3 separate regions of the Mus musculus genome follow, and regions 2 and 3 are each linked to region 1. A link is a contact called in public promoter capture Hi-C data. All regions are on one chromosome and are shown on one strand. Each heading gives the region's core, a stretch centred on a gene start, on an enhancer-like site or on the middle of the called end of the contact. The rest is flanking DNA. Distances are from core to core; before and after follow the strand shown. Region 1 holds the start of Tmem52b (transmembrane protein 52B). Region 2 holds the start of Clec2d (C-type lectin domain family 2, member d). Region 3 has its middle 16 kb from the start of 2310001H17Rik.

Region 1 (4,100 bases), core at 682-3,181:
TTAATTGTGCTGTGTTGACGAGAAGACTGATTTGAAAAAAAAAAAAAAAAAAAAAAGCACTCTCAGTAGGGTGATTCTGAGCAGTTGGAATGACACACATGTCTATGATGGTAGGTGGTGTCCATTTAAGTTAAAAGGGAAGTCGGCACTATCTGCTGACATTTTAGCCTATGTTTGGGTGTTGTCACTTTGTCTGTCTCTACTCCTAGCTTGAACTCTCAGATACTTACTGTTCAGTGTTGACACAGTTCTCCTCACTCCTGGCCCCAGGAAGCTGTGGGAAGGAAATAATCTCAGACATGGAAATGGTCACACCTGCAGTTCTCAGCAGCCTATCAACTACCCATCATGGCTGAACCCTGTCAGACCTATTTGTAAAGATGAGGACAGGATCATAGGATTGGTCTGTACTGGCCTGAGACATTGGTCATTCCTTTGACTGGTGACTACATCTTGTGAGGCAGAAGTTCCTGAAAGAGCAGGGATCTTCTATGTGGCTCGGGCCATGGCTGAGCATCCTTCCTTAGGGAATTATGAATAGCCCTCTGTGTCAGTTTGTCACCCTAGAAGTCTCCTGACTCATCCCCTGGGACATTGTGGTTGTCTTCCTTATCCCTGCACTGCTGAAAATTGAAATCTAGCCCCAGTGCTATTCATTTTCAGCCTTCACCACATCAGTATCTCACTACACAAGAAGAGCAATGGGGGAGATGTTACAAAGAAAGAAGAATAAAGAAGAAAAGGAAATGCAGAAACCAAGAGAACATATAAGAAAATGTACTTTTATATATTGGTTAACTTGCGTGGGAAGCAAAGCAGACAGCTGCTACCAGCACAGGAATGAGATGCAGTCTAGTTTCTGCAGTGTCTTGCTCAGCTAGACTTCCTAGCTATGTAAACTTGGCCTTGGCATTTGTCCAGAATCTCTCACTATACTGACCCTTTTTTCAACTAAATGGTGACTCACAGGCTTTTCTTTCACAGAGGAGTAAAATAAATTGTTTAAAATATTATTAAAGAGACCTTTGGTACTGGGAACTCACTGGGTAATCCCTGCACCCCTGTTCAAGCTGAGTATAACATATACTATCTCTGATTGTTCTAATTTTTCTCCCTCTTTCCATGAGCATCAGTCACACATACATACATCTACACACACACACACACACACACACACACACACACACACACACACACACACACACATACACATACACACATCTCTGAAACCCCCTATTATTAAACAAACACCATAGTACTCTTTTCTCACTCCCTTTTGGGTTCTATATCAGTTTTTGCTCCATCCATTTCCTCCTAGAGACAGCATAGCTAAAGCAATACGCAAAGGAAAGTTTCTTCCTGCTGTTTCACAATTGAACACACCTGGATGAAATAAAACAGGCCAGAGGCCATCAGCACCTGGGCCCAGGCTGTCATTAGGCTGAACATCTGGTCCAGAAAGGTCACGCCGGCTGCATCTGCTGTATCCTTCCCATGCTCCGTGCCACGTGGAACTTGGTGGTGAAGGATTCCTAAAGAGAATTTTTTCTCGGCAATAGATCAATCTCCTCTCCTTGTTCCCGCTGGCTTTATATTTTACGGTTTCCTTTTCCCTTTTAGTTTCCTCCTCCTGAGTTCTCTTCACGGGGTCTCCACATTGGCTTCCTCTCCACTTCCTTTCTTCAATCAAACTTTTCTGTGTATTTAATTTTTCTTCGTCTGCATTCAAGAAGAGCACATTTGTCCTCTGAGTTAGATTTTTTTTTCCTCAGTCTATAATGAGAGACTTGGACCTGTAATAGGTCAAAGGCAGATTGTGAGTGACCAGATGTGTTCTTGTGTTCATCAGGAAACTAGTTACACACTCTCGGCTCCTGGATGACCGCTGAAGTCTGAAAGTCACTGCCAATCTCTCTCCACCCTCTCTCCATGTGATTGGCATCTGCCTTCTTACTCCTTAAAACTCTCCCCTTACCGTGTTGATAATCAACCCTGCAGGTTCTGGGTCATTTATTGCAGCCATTCAGCAGGACTAAGAGATTTTAAAGGAGCTAGAAAGTTATCCCTACTTTAGAGTAGGTAGTGGGTTTCAAAACTAGAAGTGCCAGGTGCTAACAATGGTCTCAGCCTCCTGCTTCAGTTTCAGAAACACAGGCATAGTTTTAAAAACCATTTTCCAAGTTAACACACTCTCTCTCTCTCTCTCTCTCTCTCTCTCTCTCTCTCTCTCTCTCTCTCTCTCTCTCTCTCCCTCTGCTCCTCTTAAAGCAGTGTTGTGATGTTGTCACTAGAGAACCAGGCTCAGAGCATACAATCACGGTTCCATCTACTGAGGAGGCTGAGACACGAGGATCATATGGGTCTAGTTCAGGAAAGTAAGACTACCCTAGGGAACAGCAAGACCTCCATCTAAACCCACATATTATCAACAATAAAATAAGACTTACAAGTCATATTTTAAAATAAGCACACCACACGGAAAGGATATAAAATGGCTATACAGGAAAATATTGTCCAGAGCCAGTGAATGCCATATAAACGACTGATATTTAAGGAGGAATCTTTTACCCAGATCCCAAAGTACTAAGTAAGAACACTCAGTGTTGGTTCACAGTGACATGTCTGTTTCACAAGACTGAACAAAATTAGATTTCAGCTGCTTTCTAATTGATGAGGAGAGGCTGCAGGGTGGGTCCTGATGAGGGAGTTTGTGGAGTGGGTTCCATCACACTCAAGGCCCCACACACCATGTGATCAGACCGTGATGATATGATGTGAGAATTATGAATGCAAACAATTTCCTGTTCTCAGCTAAGGAGAGCAAACAGTGAGAGAACTCTCTGGTACAATGTTGCTCTCTCCAAGTTGTCCATTTCTTTTTATAACATAGGCTCTTGAGTGAAATGTACTTTCCAAACTTCAATAGAAAACTCTGTGAGACAGAAGGCATTCTGGAGGAGTGGAGAGCAGGACTTAAGTTACAGCCTTTCACTAGGCCTGGACCTTACTGCACCTCCTTCTTCAGAGAGCATAATAAATAACTCCTGAACTAGCATCAGCTGTTGCTTCAGCGAAAGGAAATCGGGGTCAAGGAGGCATCTTGTGTGGAATATTTTTATTCAAACACCACATAATAGAAAAACTTCATGAATACCCCCCCCACACACACACCCTGTTTTCTTTTCTTGTGGGAAAGACAGTAAACCAGCATGGGTTAAGACCATAGCTCAGGGTCTTGATCCAGTCACTTGCTTGACCCCCTGTTTGTTATGGGATCTTGGACAAGGCATTTTATGTCTCTGTCAGCTCAGTTCAATTTGATATGGAAAGCACTCTGGTTCTCAATATCCACATAGTGACTCATGAATTGTAGCTCCAGTCCCAGAGGAATCTCAGGCCAACTTCTGTCCTCCATGGGAATCAGGCATGTGGGTAGTGAGCATATATACACAAAAGCAAAGTACTTATACAAATAAATAACAAAATAAAGGAATCTTTATGATGTATATTACAGTCCTGATAGCAAGCATTTGATATTAGTTAAGATACTTTTAATTTATCTCTATCTTACATGTGATGGTTCCTTCCAATATACAGGATCATTAATGTCCACTATGACTCTTCTGTCTTTCTACCAGTCCTTTCTAGATGGCAATATATCTTTCTAATAGTCTTTTTTTCCTTGAACAGTTCCCATGCTAACCAGGCCATTTCTTTTCCCACCCGCACCAGCCTTCACCTGCATGAACAGGTTTTCCAATTACTTTGGCTTTCCCCCCTGGCAGTTTCTGGCCACATGATTGCAATCGTCTTTCTTGCCCTGGAGCTTCCCAGCAGGCCTGAACACCACAGGCTTTGGTTAATGACTCCCTTGTTGTTTTCTTTTTCAGAATTACCCGTACCATTTCTTTCTTATCCCATAAGCAGGAAAGAACTTCCTTTGTTGATTCTAATGTGTCAGTGTCCTGTGATGGCTCCCGTCACAGCTTTTAAGTAGGAAATGATGATAGAGGGAAGATCATTCCTAAGAAGAAAAGGTCCACATGGCATAAGGACAGAGGGCACGGAGCTGGAGACATGGAGGACATTCTCATTACCAG
Region 2 (4,100 bases), core at 529-3,028, 330 kb after region 1:
ACCAAAATCATGTGAAAAAAATAATATTAGTCTAAAATAACAAGAACTCTTAACAAGTTAGGAATTAAAGGAACACATTTATGGTTATTGGGCATTTCAAAAACTCAGAATGGTAATTTTATTTATTTAGAGTTCTACACCAGCATTTCTTATATGATATTAAGAGTAAGATTTACAGATAATCCTCTGTGTTTACACCAGTATAATTCTGATACTGTCTGTTTCCTTCTAATATGTAAACAGGAATTTTGCTGTATACACACAGATCTCCTTCTAAATTCGAATGTGTTCCATAGCACAATTTGAACATAACTTTCCTGTCTTTATTTAAAAGTAATGTTGGAAATGATCTCTCAAAAAACCCAAAGAAATGAAGTATTGCTGGCCTGGTTTTTAGCTTACTTAAAAACTGTTTCAATGATAAAACAAGCTACTGCTTCAAAGGAGTGAAGTTGTGTAATGCCTGCAGCTAGTTATACAACAGCTGCACTTGAGACAGGAGCTCCACATTCACAAGACAGGCTTCAAAATGCCTGCAGCTAGCTATGCAACAGCTGCACTTGAGACAGAAGCTCCACATTCTCAGGAAATGTTTCCAATGGCTAAATATTTGTGTATTTGATTTTAAAAAGTCAACCCTGCTGAGGCAGAGGGAGCAGGAGTTCCAGGCCAGCTTGGGGTAAAGTATGAGACTTTGCCAAAGAATCAATCAATCAATCAATCAGTCAGTCAGTCATCATCATCCTCAGTAATAATAATTTATTATAATTTATTATTATTATTATTATTATTATTATTTCAGAATACTTGGTTTAAGTGATAAACATTAGCATTTGTTGGGAATTTTGTATTTTGATAGATGTCAATCTTACTTTCTCAAAATTCAGTAGTCTTTCCACAAATTAAAAAAAAAAAAATTAATGTGAAGAAACAGGAATGAGGGGGAAAAGGAAAATAAAGGAACACAATATAATGGAGCATAGACAGTTTGAAACACAAGAAACACAATTTTGCTTCCTTTCTGAAGAATTAAGTAGGAAACCCCATTATATTCTTTTTCTGTAACTTATCAAGAGCTCAAAACAGAAAGGATTTGGTCCTGAGTAGGTTCAGCGCCCCCCACCCCCACCCCACCCCAAGCCACCCCCTTACAATTCTATTTTAATTACAATGGATCTGCAAAACACAAGCTCCAAGCTTCCCAGGCAACTTCTGCCACTATGCACATTGCAAAGCTGTTGTCTGAGTTTCCTTCACTCAGGGACTTAAAGCAAACGTTTACTACAGCAATTTGATGTAATCCACCAGACTGTAACTTACCAGATCCCTGGGAAGAGTGGACTAGCAAGCTAAGTACAAAGCGAGAACGCTGTGGCTACAGCTCTGGCAGTTAGAAGGTGACTCGCTGCTCATTTCTCTTGCCTGAGAACTATTCGAGTATTGTATGCTCCGATAGAATAACTAATGTAACAACCTCATAGCTAATCCCGACTGCATTCTCCTGCTCTGCAGACCCACAGTGACGGGCTCACAGACGCCCTTCTGTTCTTAATCTTTTGTTCAAGGTTCAACTCTTTTGCCTTCCTGCCCTGTTTGAAACTCCTCTCTGCCCCTCCCATTGGTTCAAATACTATTGAATACTTACCCACTTCTACCTCCTGCGGGCTGCCTGTGGGACTAAGCATAGGTAGGGAAGCCTTTGTGACACACATCTCAGAGCTGAGGAGCTGAGTTTCCACTACAGGATTGAAACTTGAAAGCTGAGAGGCACAAATACGTGGGGAGGTTTCAGTATTTAGCTAATCCTGTAGCTCCTCCTTTCTGTACATACACACACGCTTGGTTGGCTCAGGGCCTAACAAAATCTCATTGGGAAACGCATTTCAAGGTCAGGAGCCACACTGGCGCCATCTGGAGACTGACTTTCCTGTTTGCTTCTGGTTTACTTTGTGTTTCGTTTCTCTTTCAGCACACTCTGATTTAGAAACATAATTCAAGCTGACCTTACTGAGGTCACAGGGATTTTCTTTTTTTTTTTTTTTTAATATTTTTTATTAGGTATTTTCCTCATTTACATTTCCAATGCTATTCCAAAAGTCCCCCATACCCTCCCCCCCCCACTCCCCTGCCCACCCATTCCCACTTTTGGCCCTGGCGTTCTCCTGTACTGGGGCATATAAAGTTTGCAAGTCCAATGGGCCTCTCTTTACAGTGATGGCCGACTAGGCCATCTTTTGATACATATGCAGCTAGAGTCAAGAGCTCTGGGGTACTGGTTAGTTCATAATGATGTTCCACCTATAGGGTTGCAGATCCCTTTAGCTCCCTGGGTACTTTCTCTAGCTCCTTCATTGGGGACTTTGTGCTCTGTCCAATGAATGACTGTGAGCATCTACTTCTGTATCTGCCAGGCACTGACAAAGGCCCTCAGGAGACAGCTATAGCAGGCTCTTGTTGGCATCTGCCTAGTGTCTGGGTTTGGTGGTTGTTTATGGAATGGATCCCCAAGTGGGGCAGTCTCTGGCAGTCTCTTCCTTCAGGCTCTGCTCCAAACTTTGTCTCTGTAACTCCTTCCATGGGTATTTTGTTCCCCCTTCTAAAAAGGATTCTGAGCTTCTGGGCTAATGTCCACTTACCAGTGAGTGCATATCATGTGTGTTCTTTCCTGATTGGGTTACCTTACTCAAGATGATATCCTCCAGATCCATCCATTTGTCTAAGAATTTCATGAATTCATTGTTTTTAACAGCTTTGAACCTCTTACCCTTTCTTATCACAGGCCTGCAACAGTTCTGGGAAACAGAGAACCCTGGGGAGATCAAAAAAACCAAACAGATTTTACTGCGTAATAAATATTTATATCCAATAGTCACATTCAACTATTTGAAACACTGGAGAGTTACCCATTTGGCCCATTAAAAAACTACTTTATTTCTTGAGCGGGGCATATCTATGCCACAGCATATGTGTAGGAGTCTGTCCTCTCCTGCTGCCCTGTTCTCCTGTGATCCAGGCCAGATGGTCAGGATTATGTGGCAAGAGCTTTTAAGCCCTGAGTCCATCTCCTTTGAAAAAATACAACTGTAACTTACTTATTAATTTGTCTTGGTTAAAGTTTTGAAAGAAAGCTGTCAACTCTTTTTTTTATTACATATTTTCCTCAATTATATTTCCAATGCTAGCCCAAAAGTCCCCCACACCCTGCCCCCCACTTTCCTACCCACCCATTCCCATTTTTTTGGCCCTGGCATTCCCCTGTACTGGGGCATATAAAGTTTGCGTGTCCAATGGGCCTCTCTTTCCAGTGATGGCCGACCAGGCCATCTTTTGATACATATGCAGCTAGAGTCAAGAGCTCCGGGGTACTGGTTAGTTCATAATGTTGCACCTACAGGGTTGCAGATCTCTTTAGCTCCTTGGATACTTTCTCTAGCTCCTCCATTGGGGGCCCTGTGATCCATCCAATAGCTGACTGAGAGCATCCACTTATGTGTTTGCTAGGCCCCGGCCTAGTCTCACAAGAGACAGCTATATCAGGTTCCTTGCAGCAAACGCTTGCTGGTGTATGCAATGCTGTCATTGTTTGGAGGCTAATTATGGGATGGATCCCTGGATATGGCAGTCTCTAGATGGTCCATCCTTTTCTCTCAGCTCCAAACTTTGTCTCTGTAATCCTTCCATTGATGATTGTTTCCAATTCTAAGAAGGGGCAAAGTGTCCACACTTTGGTCTTCGTTCTTCTTCAGTTTCATGTGTTTTGCAAATTGTATCTTATATCTTGGGTATCCTAAGTTTCTGGGCTAATATCCACTTATCAGTGAGTACATATCATTTGAGTTCTTTTGTGATTGTGTTACCTCACCAGCTGCTGTCAACTCTTTAACGTATGCAAATATAGGAGTATTTCTTTATAAAATATTAGCACTTTTTCAACTTCTGAGTAGAAACTACTTTTTCAAAACTAGGACTTCCTAGATCAGCAATTAGAATTCCCCTGGGTTCTGTTCCTGGGAACCACACTGTGTAGCTCATAACTGCCTATAACTCCAGCTGCAGAGGACGTGTTGCCTCTGCTGTCTGAAGGCACCCACATACACATA
Region 3 (4,100 bases), core at 552-3,051, 260 kb after region 1:
GGTTTGTTGGCAACATTTCAGATACATTTTCCAGTTTATGACTGATCTATTTTCCTTTGTCTACTCTGCTAATTTGTCCATTAAGGGTTTGTTCCGTCTGCTTTGTTTCATTGAGGCGGGTTCTTACTATGTAGCCCAGGACTATATAATTGTGTGAGTGTTATTATTATCATATAATTATTTTTTTCTAAGCTTGGCCTCAAACTTAAAATCCTCTTCTCTCAGCCTCCTGAACTCAAGAACTGCAGGTATGTGCCACTATGCCTGGTGAGTTTCTGAATTCAGTGATTATGATTATAGTTTTCAAATTTTCTGGTTAACTTTTGATGGTCTCTCACCAAATGAACAGTTATTTCTTTTATTCCTTAAAATCTATTATAAATCTCTAGTTATAATACACGTAATTATTTAAATTGTTAAAATCCTATGTGATCAAGACTGCTCTTTTTATTTCCTATCAACATGTTGATATTTTGGCTTGTTTCCTGAAGCATTTGGTGATTTTTATTTTTGATTTTAGTTGGCTTCAGTTCATGAAAGATCAATTGTGTTGGGGTAGGGTACTAAGGATTAAATGTAGGGCCGCGGGCATGCTGGGTAAGCACTCTACTCTTCAATGATATCCCAAGCCCAGCCAATGTGATTTCTAACAGAAAAAATGAATGATGCTCTCTCAATCGAAGTAGGATGTATCTTCAGCCACAAGGGGGAAGTAGAAGCTGCTGAACTGAGAACCTGAGGCCTTTCAAAGATGAGCCAGAGGGCGGCAGATTGGCCATAAAGCCTTGAATAAGGCTGCCCCTTCGTTCTCTCCTACATAAGCCATTCCCCTCCTTAACTGAGTACTTTTTTAAATCAGTTTTGATCACTTCAGGGATCAGAAGTCAAGTCAGGGGTTCAGCCAGTTGCCGAGTAAGTCTGTTCCCGGTGTACATTCTGAGCATAACAGGATTCTGAGCACGCATAGTGAGCCGCTGTAACCTGGGGTTAGGAATCGTAGTAGACAGGTTTTCAGAGAGACGTCAGAGCCCAAACTCCATTGCTTGTTGCCAGGAGCTGTTACTCTGGTGAGTGGAACAATGCAATGTTTGACTCTCTTGGTGGCCATGTTAAGTTTGGCCAGAGTTCAATAAACCCCTTCGGATCCCATTACAGGTGGTTGTGAGCCACCATGTGGTTGCTGGGAATTGAACTCAGGACCTCTGGAAGAGCTGTCAGTGCTCTTAACCACTGAGTCATCTCTCCAGCCCTTGAGCAGTTTCAATCTTGGTAGGAACAACAACCTCCTAAGGACTTTATAAAAACCTAACATAGACAGGAAAGTGGAAACACTGGGGGTGGGGTGTGGCGGGGTGTTGGGGGGGGCTGGGGAGAGAACCAGCATCTTTCCAAGTATACTGCTACAGTAGAGAAAAACTATCTCCCTGGAAGATGTCTGTACTCCCATAGCTATGTAAAATCCGATTGTGACAGAAAATGAACAAGGTCTAAGGTGGGGTTGGGTACTGCAAAGATAATTGCAAGACTAGACACTCTTGGTGCAGGGGCCAGACTGTCCTGAGAAAGACATTCCTTCTGAGAGACAGAAGTGATGGGCAGGTACAGGTGACCAAGAGAGAGAAAGCCCAAAGGGTCACAATTCCTCCTCTTCTACAATACAACTTGCAATAGTTTCATGTCTGTGCCTAGCTTCCTGGAGACTTTGCAGAAATTTCTAGGGACTGGGTTCTAAACTCTCTGCTGATGTGTGTCCTGTAATAAAAACTAAGTAGTGCACTAATTTTCCAGCAGATGGCGCTATGAAACAACGGTTTCAATTATTTCCTTTATGTGTCACTCTAAATGATTGCATGTCCATAAAAGGGGGCGGGGAGGGGGGAGACTGTAAGTGCAAAATGACTTTTAGTTTCTCATGTTATCTTTAGGGTTTCTGAGATACTGAGAGCAACTTCTGTCAACTCTGGACAACTTAGCATCAGATAAGAAGCTTAGGCAACAAAGGGAATTTTAAAGCGTTGTTGTTTGTTTGTTCCAAGTGTGCTGGTGCACTCCTTTAATCCCAAAACTTGAGAGGCAGAGGCAGGAGAATATCTTTGAGCTCAAGGCAAGCCTGATATGCATAGTAAGTTCCAGAACACCCAGAGCTACATAGAAAGAATATGTCTCAAAACAAGCCAGAGATGGTTTTGCTTGGCGGGTTTTTGTTTATACTGTGATGATTACTGAACCTGGGACCTCATTCACGCTAGGAAAGCACTTACCATTGCCTGCATCTCTGACTCAAATAATCTACTTTTTTCTCTATTTTAAATTTGGACGCAGTGGAAGCAACTGTGTAGAAAGGTCCAGCATGAGCCAACCCATCTCCAGGACTTAGAAATAAAAGGGGGGTGTGTGCCACTAAAACTGGAAGCAAGGAGTGGGAGTAAGGAAGTGTCAAAGTCCCTTCAGCTAGACAAGCTGTGATGAAAGAAACTGGGAACTGTGGCAAGGCTTTCCAAATATCACCGGGGATGATAAAACAGACTTTATAAAGAGAAGCCATTGTGAAAGATACAAGATCTTACAAGACAGAGAGTGCACAAGAACAGGTGGAGACGTATGACCAAGGAGTGAGTGAGGATCTGTGAACAGAAATCAAAGGGAGAAAGGATATCTGGCTGATCTGATTTTCAAGGATTATTCCTAACGGTGAAGAATAGCTCAAGCGGAGATTTTTACTGTGCCGATTTACCAAATTCTTGCTCAAATGTGGTTCTACAAGGACAGAGAAGGAACTACAATGTAGGTCCAGACAGAAAAGACACAGAACGCTGACCAAGTGTCAGTCCAAGCAGGGGTGCAGCCAGTCTCTGCCTCTGAAGAAAAAAAATGATACAAAAATCATTTTAGTATATTATTGAATTTGCCTTACAGCTATTCTACAGAGGGTTTATATGCCTATGTTTATCAGAAATAGTTACTCATAATTTTCTTTTCCCAAGATGTCTTTGCTTAATTTTAATAATAGGGTGGTAAAGGCTTGCTAGTAAGGCAATCGAGACAAGTGTGTGAGCCCCAGCTTCAGTGGCAGATCCTTGGAAAACAATGTGCTCATTTGAGTGACTGAGGAAGATACCAGTTTCAATTTCTCTCTCTCTCTCTCTCTCTCTCTCTCTCTCTCTCTCTCTCTCTCTCACACACACACACACACACACACACACACACACACACACACACACACACACACTGTTCTTGAACTACTTACACAATCCATTTTTATTAAAATTTCTTCAGAAATATTTTGCTATAAAAATACGAGCCAGGTCTGATCACTCATAGCTGTAATTCCGGTGCTGGGCTGGGGAAGCTGAAACAAGAGGATCACTGCAAGATGGGGGCCAGCCTGGGCTACATGATAGTTCCAGATCAGTCTGGGCTAGAGTTAGATCCTGTTTCTCTTCCTTCCGTCCTTCCTTTCTTCCTTCCTTCCTTCCTTCCTTCCTTCCTTCCTTCCTTCCTTCCCTCCTTCCTCTCTCCCTCCCTCCCTCCCTCCCTCCCTTCCTCCCTCCTTCCTTCCTTCCTTTCTTTTTTTTTTCTGGATTTTGGGGGTATTGGTTATTTTATTTATATTTCAAATGTTGTCTCCCTTCCCAGTTTCCCCTCCACAAATCTCCCATCCCATCCCACCCCATCCTCCCTCCCTCCTGCCTCTATGAAGATGCCCCCCACCCACCCACTCCTGCCTCGATGCCCTGGCTTCCATCAAACCTCCACAGGACCAAGGGCTTCCCCTCCTGTTGATGCCAGATAAGGCCTTCCTCTGCTACATATGCAGCTGGAGCCATGAATCCCTTCATGTGTATTCTTTAGTTGGTGGTTTAGTCCCTAAGAGTCTGGAGGGTCTAGTTAGTTGATATTTTTATTCTTCCTATGGGGTTGCAATTCCCTTCGGCTCCTTCGGTCCTTCTACTAACTCTTCTATTGGGGCCCTCAGGCTCAATCCAATGGTTGGCTGTGAGTATCTATACCTGTATTGGTCAGCCTCCCAGGGAACAGCTATTCCAGGCTCCTGTCAGCAAGCGCTTCTTGACATCAGCAACAGTGTCTGGGTTTGGTGT

Evidence for each region. Promoter capture Hi-C pulls out the DNA fragments that hold promoters and counts their contacts.
Region 2: a promoter capture Hi-C map of liver shows a contact between it and region 1, with 2.3 times the contacts expected there. The contact joins the promoter of Clec2d here to the promoter of Tmem52b in region 1. A contact is called at or near these places in 13 of 39 promoter capture datasets (the 3T3-L1 cell line, 3T3-L1-derived adipocytes, the C10 cell line and 8 more), 1 of 484 Hi-C or Micro-C datasets (liver) and 1 of 115 datasets of contacts at active chromatin or transcription factors (pancreatic cancer cells).
Region 3: a promoter capture Hi-C map of the 3T3-L1 cell line shows a contact between it and region 1, with 4 times the contacts expected there. The contact joins the enhancer-like site here to the promoter of Tmem52b in region 1. A contact is called at or near these places in 17 of 39 promoter capture datasets (the 3T3-L1 cell line, 3T3-L1-derived adipocytes, the C10 cell line and 11 more), 1 of 15 datasets of contacts at CTCF or cohesin (large pre-B cells), 31 of 484 Hi-C or Micro-C datasets (the AML12 cell line, B cells, the CH12 cell line and 22 more), 2 of 115 datasets of contacts at active chromatin or transcription factors (bone marrow-derived dendritic cells and embryonic stem cells) and 3 of 9 other capture datasets (adipose tissue, liver and macrophages).

What each region holds. Positions count from the first base shown.
Region 1 is chr6:129,510,388-129,514,487 of GRCm38.p6, reverse strand. It overlaps Tmem52b (transmembrane protein 52B), which reads right to left and starts at 1,931. Exons shown (of 5, transcript NM_001081186.1): 1 at 1,384-1,931; 2 at 231-274. The coding sequence starts at 1,449.
Region 2 is chr6:129,178,293-129,182,392 of GRCm38.p6, reverse strand. It overlaps Clec2d (C-type lectin domain family 2, member d), which reads right to left and starts at 1,778. Exons shown (of 5, transcript NM_053109.3): 1 at 1,646-1,778. The coding sequence starts at 1,712.
Region 3 is chr6:129,252,857-129,256,956 of GRCm38.p6, reverse strand. No RefSeq gene overlaps it. Among named protein-coding and RNA genes, the nearest start is that of 2310001H17Rik, 16 kb to the right of the region's middle. Within about 2 kb of position 1,801, at least 16 of the 459 cell types and tissues checked have an H3K27ac peak or open chromatin away from gene starts, as enhancers often do. A contact at or near this core is called in bone marrow-derived macrophages, where this site is marked.